Regions from separate parts of the Sus scrofa genome. Here all the other regions are linked to region 3. The links are chromatin contacts, called in public HiChIP or PLAC-seq maps. All regions are on one chromosome and are shown on one strand. Each heading gives the region's core, a stretch centred on a gene start, on an enhancer-like site or on the middle of the called end of the contact. The rest is flanking DNA. Distances are from core to core; before and after follow the strand shown.

The links. HiChIP or PLAC-seq counts read pairs in DNA pulled down with a chosen protein or histone mark.
Region 1: a contact with region 3 is called in an H3K27ac HiChIP or PLAC-seq map of alveolar macrophages. The contact joins two enhancer-like sites. A contact is called at or near these places in 1 of 47 Hi-C or Micro-C datasets (epiblast stem cells) and 1 of 2 datasets of contacts at active chromatin or transcription factors (alveolar macrophages).
Region 2: an H3K27ac HiChIP or PLAC-seq map of alveolar macrophages shows a contact between it and region 3. The contact joins two enhancer-like sites. A contact is called at or near these places in 1 of 47 Hi-C or Micro-C datasets (epiblast stem cells) and 1 of 2 datasets of contacts at active chromatin or transcription factors (alveolar macrophages).

The regions. Positions count from the first base shown.
Region 1 is chr6:64,246,394-64,249,093 of Sscrofa11.1, reverse strand. No RefSeq gene overlaps it. Among named protein-coding and RNA genes, the nearest start is that of RER1, 53 kb to the left of the region's middle. Within about 2 kb of position 1,348, at least 68 of the 83 cell types and tissues checked have an H3K27ac peak or open chromatin away from gene starts, as enhancers often do. A contact at or near this core is called in alveolar macrophages, where this site is marked.
Region 2 is chr6:64,222,865-64,225,564 of Sscrofa11.1, reverse strand. All of the region lies in intron 1 of SKI (ski oncogene), which reads right to left. Among named protein-coding and RNA genes, the nearest start is that of SKI, 36 kb to the right of the region's middle. Within about 2 kb of position 1,329, at least 4 of the 83 cell types and tissues checked have an H3K27ac peak or open chromatin away from gene starts, as enhancers often do. A contact at or near this core is called in alveolar macrophages, where this site is marked.
Region 3 is chr6:64,013,043-64,015,742 of Sscrofa11.1, reverse strand. CFAP74 (cilia- and flagella-associated protein 74) reads left to right here. Exons shown (of 40, transcript XR_002344845.1): 13 at 1-151; 14 at 450-623; 15 at 978-1,096; 16 at 2,398-2,464. Among named protein-coding and RNA genes, the nearest start is that of CFAP74, 25 kb to the left of the region's middle. Within about 2 kb of position 1,407, at least 5 of the 83 cell types and tissues checked have an H3K27ac peak or open chromatin away from gene starts, as enhancers often do. A contact at or near this core is called in alveolar macrophages, where this site is marked.

The DNA of each region.
Region 1 (2,700 bases), core at 99-2,598, 230 kb before region 3:
GGTTGCCATCTGGGGGACAGAGGAGGCCTGGCCCCGAGGAGAGGGGGAGGGCAGGAGGATCAGGTCACCGGGCGCCTCCCCTGGCCCATCCTTCAAGGCCCATCCCACTGCCCATCCAAGCCACCCTGGGGGCTGGGGCGCCCTGGGGCGGTCCCTGGTCCAGAGGTGCTCGCCCCTCTAGCAGTGACTAGGATCAAGTCTGGGCCTGTTGGGCTGGATGGGGGGCACTGGGGAGGGACAGCGCCCAGGGCCCCTATAGACCCCAGCTACCCTTCCCGCCCAGGAAAGCTTTTCCTTCCAGCGGAAATGAGCTTCCAGAGCTCAGGGGGTCTCAAAGGACCGGGTTTTCCTCCAGCTCTGGCGTAAAAGGGAGGAGGCCCCCACTCTCCCCCGAGAAAAGGGCACCCAAGCAGGCAGAGAGGAGCCCTCCTGGGGAGGGTGGATGCGGAGCCCAGAGCGCGCCCCTCCGCGCGCTCAGCCCCTCCGCGCGCTCAGCCGGGAGCTGCAGTTCCCGCATCCGCCGCCGGGGGCCGCGGGGACATTTCCCCCCACCCCGGCCCCCTCCGCCGCGCCCCCCGAGGCCGCGCGGCGCTCGGATGCGCGGACACGTCAGCGCCCGCCCACGCAGAGGAGCGGCTCGGAGCGCGCAGGAAGCCCCGCGCCCAGCCCCGAGCGCTGCAGCCCAGGGGAAGCCCCCTCCCCCACCCCGCTTCTCGCCGGCGGGCAGGGTGGGGGGAGGGGGCGGCCGCGCTCGGGACGCGGGGGAGGGGACTTCCTGCTGCCCGGCTCCCTCCTTCCCGAACGCGCGCGCCCCTGCCGCGGGGGAGGTGGGGGCAGCCCCGGCCCGCCGTGCCCCCCAGCGGGGCCCGAACCTGCTCCCGCCCTTCGCGGAGCAGGGGCTCGGTCCCGCGCGGCCCCACCCCCGCACCCAGCGCAGGCGTAGAGACAAGGGGCCCGGGCGGTGGCGCACCGCCCCGTCAGAACCCCCTCCCCGCCACCGCCCCTCGGCCGGAAGCGCCCCCGTGCCCGCCCCCGTCGGAATCGGAGGCGGACGGAGCCGCGCGTCCCCCGCCCCTCGCCGGGCCAAGGGAGGGGAAGTGAAACCGTGCGGCGGGGGCCGGAGGCCGCGTCGAGGTTTCTGTAGACGCGTAATCGGAAACTGAGGCCGCGGGGCGGGGACGCGGCAGCCGCGCGGCCCTTCCGGAGCCCGGCCGCCTGCGTTCCCGCCGCCCCCGCCCTTCCCGGGAAGCACCATCAGCCGCGGGGACTGGGGCGCAGGACTCCCCCCCCCGCCCCCACCGCTCTGCCCTCTCCAGCTTCGCTGGATCGCCGAAGGCAGCTCCGTGGAAGGAAGTGGTGGGGAGCTGCCCTGCCCCAGCTGGGGCGGGGCCTTCCTGGGGAGGGCGCATCCCGCCCCCCTGGATCCTGGCACAGCCCTCGAGGGGCGCACACCTTCCCGTGACTCACGCCGGCGGGGACGCCCACTCCCTGCCTGACTCACTGGGCACCGGGCCCCACACGGACACCCCGTACTGGGGTGCATCTGCACGGCGTCCTAGGCCTGCGTGACTTGGGGGGCGGGGGGCTTCTTCCTGGTGTGCAGCGCGGCCTGGGGGCGTCCGGCTCCTGACCGGCAGGGCGTGGCCCCCGTGCCGGCTGCCTTCGACCCGGCAGCGGGAACACAGCAGGCGGCAGCACGGCCCCCAGGAGACCCCACCCCCGGACGGCGCACCGGCCCCCTCGGCCCTGGGGTGGGGGGGGGCGTGCTGGGGACCGCGCTCCCGCAGCCCCGCTTCCGGCCAAGCCGGAAGGAGCCGGAATTTGGAATGTTCGGAAGCCGAGGTCCGAGTCTCACGGGGCGTCTCCGCCCCCGCCCTTCCCGCGGTGGGCGGGGCCGCGGGCGAGGCCCTCGCGGGCGGCGGAGGCGGCGGAGAGTGTGGGGCGCCCCGCGGCTCCCGGCCCAGCCTTATGCCCTGGGCACCCGCGCCGCCGCCAGCCTCAGGCCTGGGGGTGCGGGCCGAGGCCTGGCAGCGGGGCTTGCAGCGAGGCCGCCGTGGGAGCCGGGACCAGCGGGCCTCCCAGCGCTGGGCGGGTCTGAGCTGGCCGCTGCCTTCCCGCCGGGGAAAGCAGTTGTGCGGGGAAGGCAGATGGCCCCCAGCGCCAGGGGCCGGGAACACCTGCCTGGCCCCACTGGCCGCAGCCCTCTGGACGCAGCAGCACCCCAGCCCAGCCCAGCCCAGCCGAGTCCTTGGCCCAGAGCCGCCTCCACAAGCCGCCAGAGCCTTTTCTGGGACTGTTTTTTCTTAGAAACAGGAAGTTGGGGTGTGAGCCACTCGTTCCCCCAGGTCAAGGCGCCGCCAAGGGCGGGGCAGGCTGGGGGTTTGGACCCAGAGGAGGTCGCCACCCTGCCCTGCTTCTGCAACCCCCAGCGCCCCAGGGAACCCCAGGTGCCTGGCAGAGAGGTGCCTACAGACAGAGGAGCGGGAGGAAAAGGAGCTGCTGGCCTAGCTGCCCAGGCTCCGCTGCCCACCTGCTCCAGCCCCAGCACTGGGTCACTTCTGCCTTTGGGTGCCACCTGCACAAGTCCGGCCCTGGGCGTGTAGAGCCGGTGTGCTGGCACTCTGTCCCTCCCTCCCTCCTCTGTGGCTAGGCCTGTCTTTGCACCAGGAGCAGAGCCTGCCCCCCAGAGGCCAGGAGACG
Region 2 (2,700 bases), core at 80-2,579, 210 kb before region 3:
TCCCACGAGGCTGAACCTGGCATGGCACAAGGTAAAGACCAGCAGCAAGACAGGCGGCGACGTCCGGTTTTAAGGTTTCTTTCTAGAGACGGCATTAAACAGCAAGCAACCCCACGACGAGCTGCGAGACAGCGGAAGAGACGCAGGGCAGGCCCATCACGGGCTCTGGCGCTTGCTTCCCGCCCCCGGGAGGAGGGTCCAGACGCTCCACCCGCTGTCTGGTGGCCCAGGGCACCTGCGAGCACCCCCGGGGTCCCCCCACCGAGAGCCGTGCCAGCTGAGAACCTGGAAACCACCCGCTGATCCTCCAGGGAGTGAAACCTGCCGAAGGAAGAGGCAATGCCCATTTGTCGGCCCCAGGGCGCGGCTGACGGGGGAGACCGAGCCGCCGGCGAGACCGCGGTCCCACAGCCGGACACACCCCACACACTGCCCACGAGGCCTGAGCCGGTCCAACCGCACTTCTGTGCCCCTAATCCAAACTAGAGGAAAAGATGTACAGCGGGGAAGGATCCAGTGCTGCCACTGCAGCAGCGCAGGAACTGCGGCGATGCAGGTTCGATTCCGGGCCCAGGCACTTTCACATTCCGCAAGCAGAGCCAAACAAACAAAAATCACTCCTTTTTATGGTCAGGAAGGTCCAGCCTGAGGTCGTGTCCGTACAGAAAACACACAGGTTGACCCAACTTCCGTCTCCACTGGCCACTGATGAGCGTGACTGACGGAGCAGAGCCCCAGGTGGGTGTGGCCGTGGGGCAGTCCCCCCAAAGGAGGGCGCCCCCAAGCCGGGCTGCTCCCCCCGCTCCTAGCCCTCACAGGCCTCCTGGGGCGGAAGGGAGCTGGACCCAGGGAGCCTTCTTAGCCACACTGGCTCAGGGTCAGTGGGAGCCCCGGCATCCCCTGGCACCAAAGACGTGACAGAGGGGGAATGCAGTCCCCCCAAGAGGGTGGGGGAGCCAGGGCCCAGCAAGGAGGGTGGGGGAGCTGGGGGCAGGCAGTGGGACCAAGGGCAGCACAGGCAAAGGACACACCCTGACCAGGTCAGCCTGGTGGCCCTCTCCGCTCAGTGGCCTAAAGTGACCAGAGGCAGGTCACAGGAAGCCCAGGACAGGAGGCCCGAGGGGCGCGGGCCCTGCATTTGTGAAGAGGGCGTCGGGTGACAAGGCCCAGCCCTGCACGTGAGGTCCTGGCCTCAATGGCAGCGCAGGGGACAGAGCGCTGTCACCAGCTTCCTGGCCAGGAAGGGACCCCGCCGCCACCCCACAGCTTCCTGGGCACCTCCGCCTCCTCCCCCGCCTGGTGGCTTTCTCTCCATGGAAACCGACACAACACCAGGCCCGGCACCGAGCCAGCACAGGTGGACGGTGGCGCTGCCCAGCCACGGGGCAGCTCGGGGCAGTGGCCGCCTCTGCTTCCGGGCTGTAGCAACAAGGCCAGCAAGGGACTGGCAGAGTCATGGCTGGTGGGTCCCTGGTGTGTCCGAGCCCAGGCTGGAAGACAGCTCGGTCCCCAAAGACGTGTCCGTGGAGACACAAAAACGGAGCCACGTATCCATGGCTGTCGCCGGCACCGAAACTTGGATGCCTCTGAGAAGGCAGGACGGGACCAGACGGGGTCCCTGGAAAAGCAACGCAGCAGCCCCTGCGCCAGCGCACCATGTCACCCTCACAGCGGGACACGGGTCTCCGGGCCCGGCCCTCCTGCGTGAGGTCCATCCCTGCCCGGGGGCTTGGGGAAGCTGGCCTGGGGGACCCCAGGAGAGCGGGGGCCTGAGCGAGGGTGTGGCTGAAGAATCCACCAGAGCCGCCCCTCCTGAAAAATGGGTGACACGGGCTCAGAGACCTCAAGCAGAGGGCACGGCGTTTTTGGAGCCACTGACCCGAAACATGTCCCCCACGGGAGGGGCGGGGCAGGGGCGGCGGAGCCAAGGCCTGGCAGGTGCAGGGGGCCCAGGCTCAGGCACCACGGGCCTGGCCAAAGCTGCCAAGCCAGCCTCTGAGTGACACCCCTGTACCAGGGGACCCGGCCAGGACCTGATCCTGGCAGTGCCAACACCAGCCCAGGGCCAACCCCTCACCACCATACACCCTGCTGGGCCTCTCCAGGCAAAGGAGGGGTCTCCCAGCAGCCTGGGCAGGGGTAGGGCAGCCCTGCTCTCAAGGGCTGGGCTGGGGCCTGCTCTCCTCCCTGAGGTCAAGGTCAGAGCAGGCGCCAGAGCCCACAGACCCCAAGGCCCCCTGTCTCTGACCCTCGCTCACTCTGAGACCTGAGCTCGGATGGCTGGTTGGTCAGGACAACTGTGGTCCCCACTACACTTTTTTTTTCCTTTTCTAAGACCGTGCCTGTGGCGTAGAGAAGCTTCTGCAGCTAGCGTCTGAGTTGGAGCTGCAGCTGCTGGCCTTGGGGCAATGCTGGATCCCTAACCCACCGGGTGAGGCCAGAGATTGAACCTGCGTCCTCACGGACACTAGTCAGGTTCCCAGCCTAGTGCGGGTTCACGTTTTAATACCCGCACCGCAGCTGGTCTCCTCGGCTGTTTTCTAGGCTGAGTTCACCTTGTTCAAAGGTGCCGTGTGAGGTGTCAGGTCACAGGCAGGGACAGCAGGAGCCCCGCGTGGGATGGACCCTCGGCCCCTTCCTCAGGGACAGTGATGGAGGAGCGGCCTCCTGAAAGACTGAAGACACAGGCAGCGGGAGGGG
Region 3 (2,700 bases), core at 158-2,657:
CAGTCTTCCGTCCCCGCGAGCCACTGTGCTGGCGCCGGCCATCTCCAGCGAGTCCGTGCAGGTGGACCCCAGCAGCCCGGGCTGGCAGGAAGAGCCGCTGGTGAGGCCGGAGATCCCGGGGCTCTGGAGCCAAGAGGCCTCGCCACACCAGGTACCCGCCCGAAGCCTCCGCCTGCCCCCGCCCTGCCCCCCGCTCTCCAGGTCACCGAGCTGATCAGGAAGCAGCTTCTTGTCCACTTGAGAAAGTGTTGCTTCCTGTAGAACTTTCCAAACATGTTCTCTTGGCGTGATTTAAAAATCTGGAACGCTCCCTCGGCCGTTCCGTCCCGGGCATCGGCTGGGGCCTGGCCGGCTCCGCCCGGGCCCGCGTTCCTCTTCCGCCAGCCTCGCGGAACTCCACGGCCCCCGCACGTCCCCCATGTGGCGCGTCTGTCCCGGTGCCATCCCAGGTGCCCCAGGCGGACGCGGGCCGGAAGCCTGTGGGCGGGACGAAGACGGACCAGGACCTGCTGGCGCGCACGATCCGGTGCCTGCGCAGCGGGGCGCCCCGCAGGCAGGTGGCGTCCAGGCGCAAGTTCAGAGGGAGGCCCTTCAACAGCAAGCCCCAGCTCATCCACTTCAAGGTGGGCCTGGGGTGCAGCCGCCACTCGGGCCTCTGCTGGCTGGGTCTCTCGGGAGGGGCCTTTCAGCAGCCCCGGGGGCCGCTGGGGCGAGAGACGGGTGGCATCTCAGGCGCGTTAACCAGACGGGGTGGGGGCGGCTGGAATGTCGCACCTTCCCCGGCCCTTCAGAGGACCAGCCCCCGGACCTGCGCTGCTGGGGCCTCCCGCCTGCTGGTGCCCGGAGGCTGCTTCCTGCCCCGGGCGCAGCAAGGACATGACTAGAGCGTCACATCCAGCCATCTCCCAGGCGGGACTGTCAGAGCCGCAAAGCCGCCGCCGGGAACGAAGCAGTAACTTTTCCTCCGGTTTGCGCAGGACTTTGACGTGGGCAGAGAGTACGAGAAGAAAGTCATCTTGACCAATGCCACCTACACCATCAACTACTGCAGGCTGGCGGGCGTGGAGGAGAGCCTGCGGGACTCCGTCCGCGTCGAGTAGGCTGGGCCGGGTCAGCCGAGCCCCCTCCTCGGCCTTTTAACTTGAGCCTCACTTTGGGCCTGAAGCCCTCAGCTGGGGTCCTTGGGGAGGGGGGCCTCCCCTTTCCTGAGCTGAGCTTGTTCTGTCTCCCCAGCAAATGGTTTTCCCCACCGGTGTTTGGAGCTTGGCCGCTCTGGGCCTGTTCGGGGTGGAGGTTAGCGCCGTCTCTGATCTCGGGCCTGAGGACTTGAACTCTGACTTCATGGTTTGACTCTGCTCCTGCTTCCAGTTTCCTTCTCGGAGACACGCTGACGCCTGAGTTGGATCCTCTCGTTCTGTGGCTTCCTCTCTGGTCGCTGTCACCCTTTCTTCTTCCCTATTTTCTGTCTCCCTCGCTGTCTCACAACAACCTTCACAGCGTCTTCTGCAGGGTCCCTCGCTCCTTCTGCTCCTGGGCATTTGCCTTTGCTGTTAAGACTGTCTTTTCTGGAGCTCCCTGGTGGTGCAGCGGGTTAGGGATCCGGCATTGCCACTGCAGCAGCTCTGGCCGCTGCCATGGTGCAGGTTCCATCCCTGGCCCTGGAACTTCCACCCCAGGGACGCAGCCCAAAAAAAAAAGTCTTTTCTCCTCTGCTGCTTCCTGGTTTCGGTCATCAGTTTGGAGGCCCACGGGAGCTCTGAGTTTCCAGCTCTGGGTGCTGGAGCTGTGTGGGGGCTGCAGCCCCAGGGCCCTGCCCCGTGTGCACAGGGGGACCTCCCTCAGGTGCCACAGCCCGGGCTCGGCCAGTCTCGGGGAGGTCGTGCCGTCCCCTTCTCTCTTGCCTCAGAGGCTTGCGTTTTCACGGCCGATTTGTCCCGTCTTCCGGGCCCACAGGCAGCGTGCGGTTTCCTGGTGCTTTGCTAGTTCTTCTGCTGACCTGTCGGCAGAGGCCGGATTCGGGTGGTCCCGTTGCCTCCGGCACCTGAAGCCAGCTCCCCGAGCCGGAACAAAAGTGTCCTGTTGGCAGCATTTCCGCTCGACTCTTGAGGCTGTCACCCTCTGTGCTCTGCTTTCCCCCGCCGGGGCGGATGGGCGGGTGGGCACTTCTCTGTCCACCCGCGCTCTGCAGGCCGTCCAGCCCTCCTCGCCCCACTCTTGGGCCCTGCGTCTCCTCCTCAAGGTGTCTGGTGCGGCCTGACCTTCCTTAGACCTGCTCGGAGGTCACTGTGGTTCCCGAGCTGAGGGCTCAGTTTTATGAGCGACGGTGGACATTTATCGGCCTTGTCTCCTCAAATGCTGCCTCCCTGCTGGGCGCTCACCTCCTGTGTTGTCCTGCAGCTTCGATCCACCTGGTCCCATGTCTGCCGGCATGTCCTGCGAGGTGCTTGTCACCTTCAAGCCCGTGGTGAGTGTCGGTCCCCAAACCAAACCGTGGAAGAGGGGTTTGCCTCACTGTCCTGAGAGGGCGGTGGTGGAATTCAGGTCTCTGCTGCCCCCGCAGGGCACCTCAGAAGGGGCCACACCCAGCCCCTGTTTGGCTGTTTTATTTCCAAAATGTATTTGAACCCCACTCAGCGCTGGGCCGAGCTACCCACTAGGAGCCCGCAGCCTGAATGGGGCTCGTGGAGCCTCCTGAGGCGG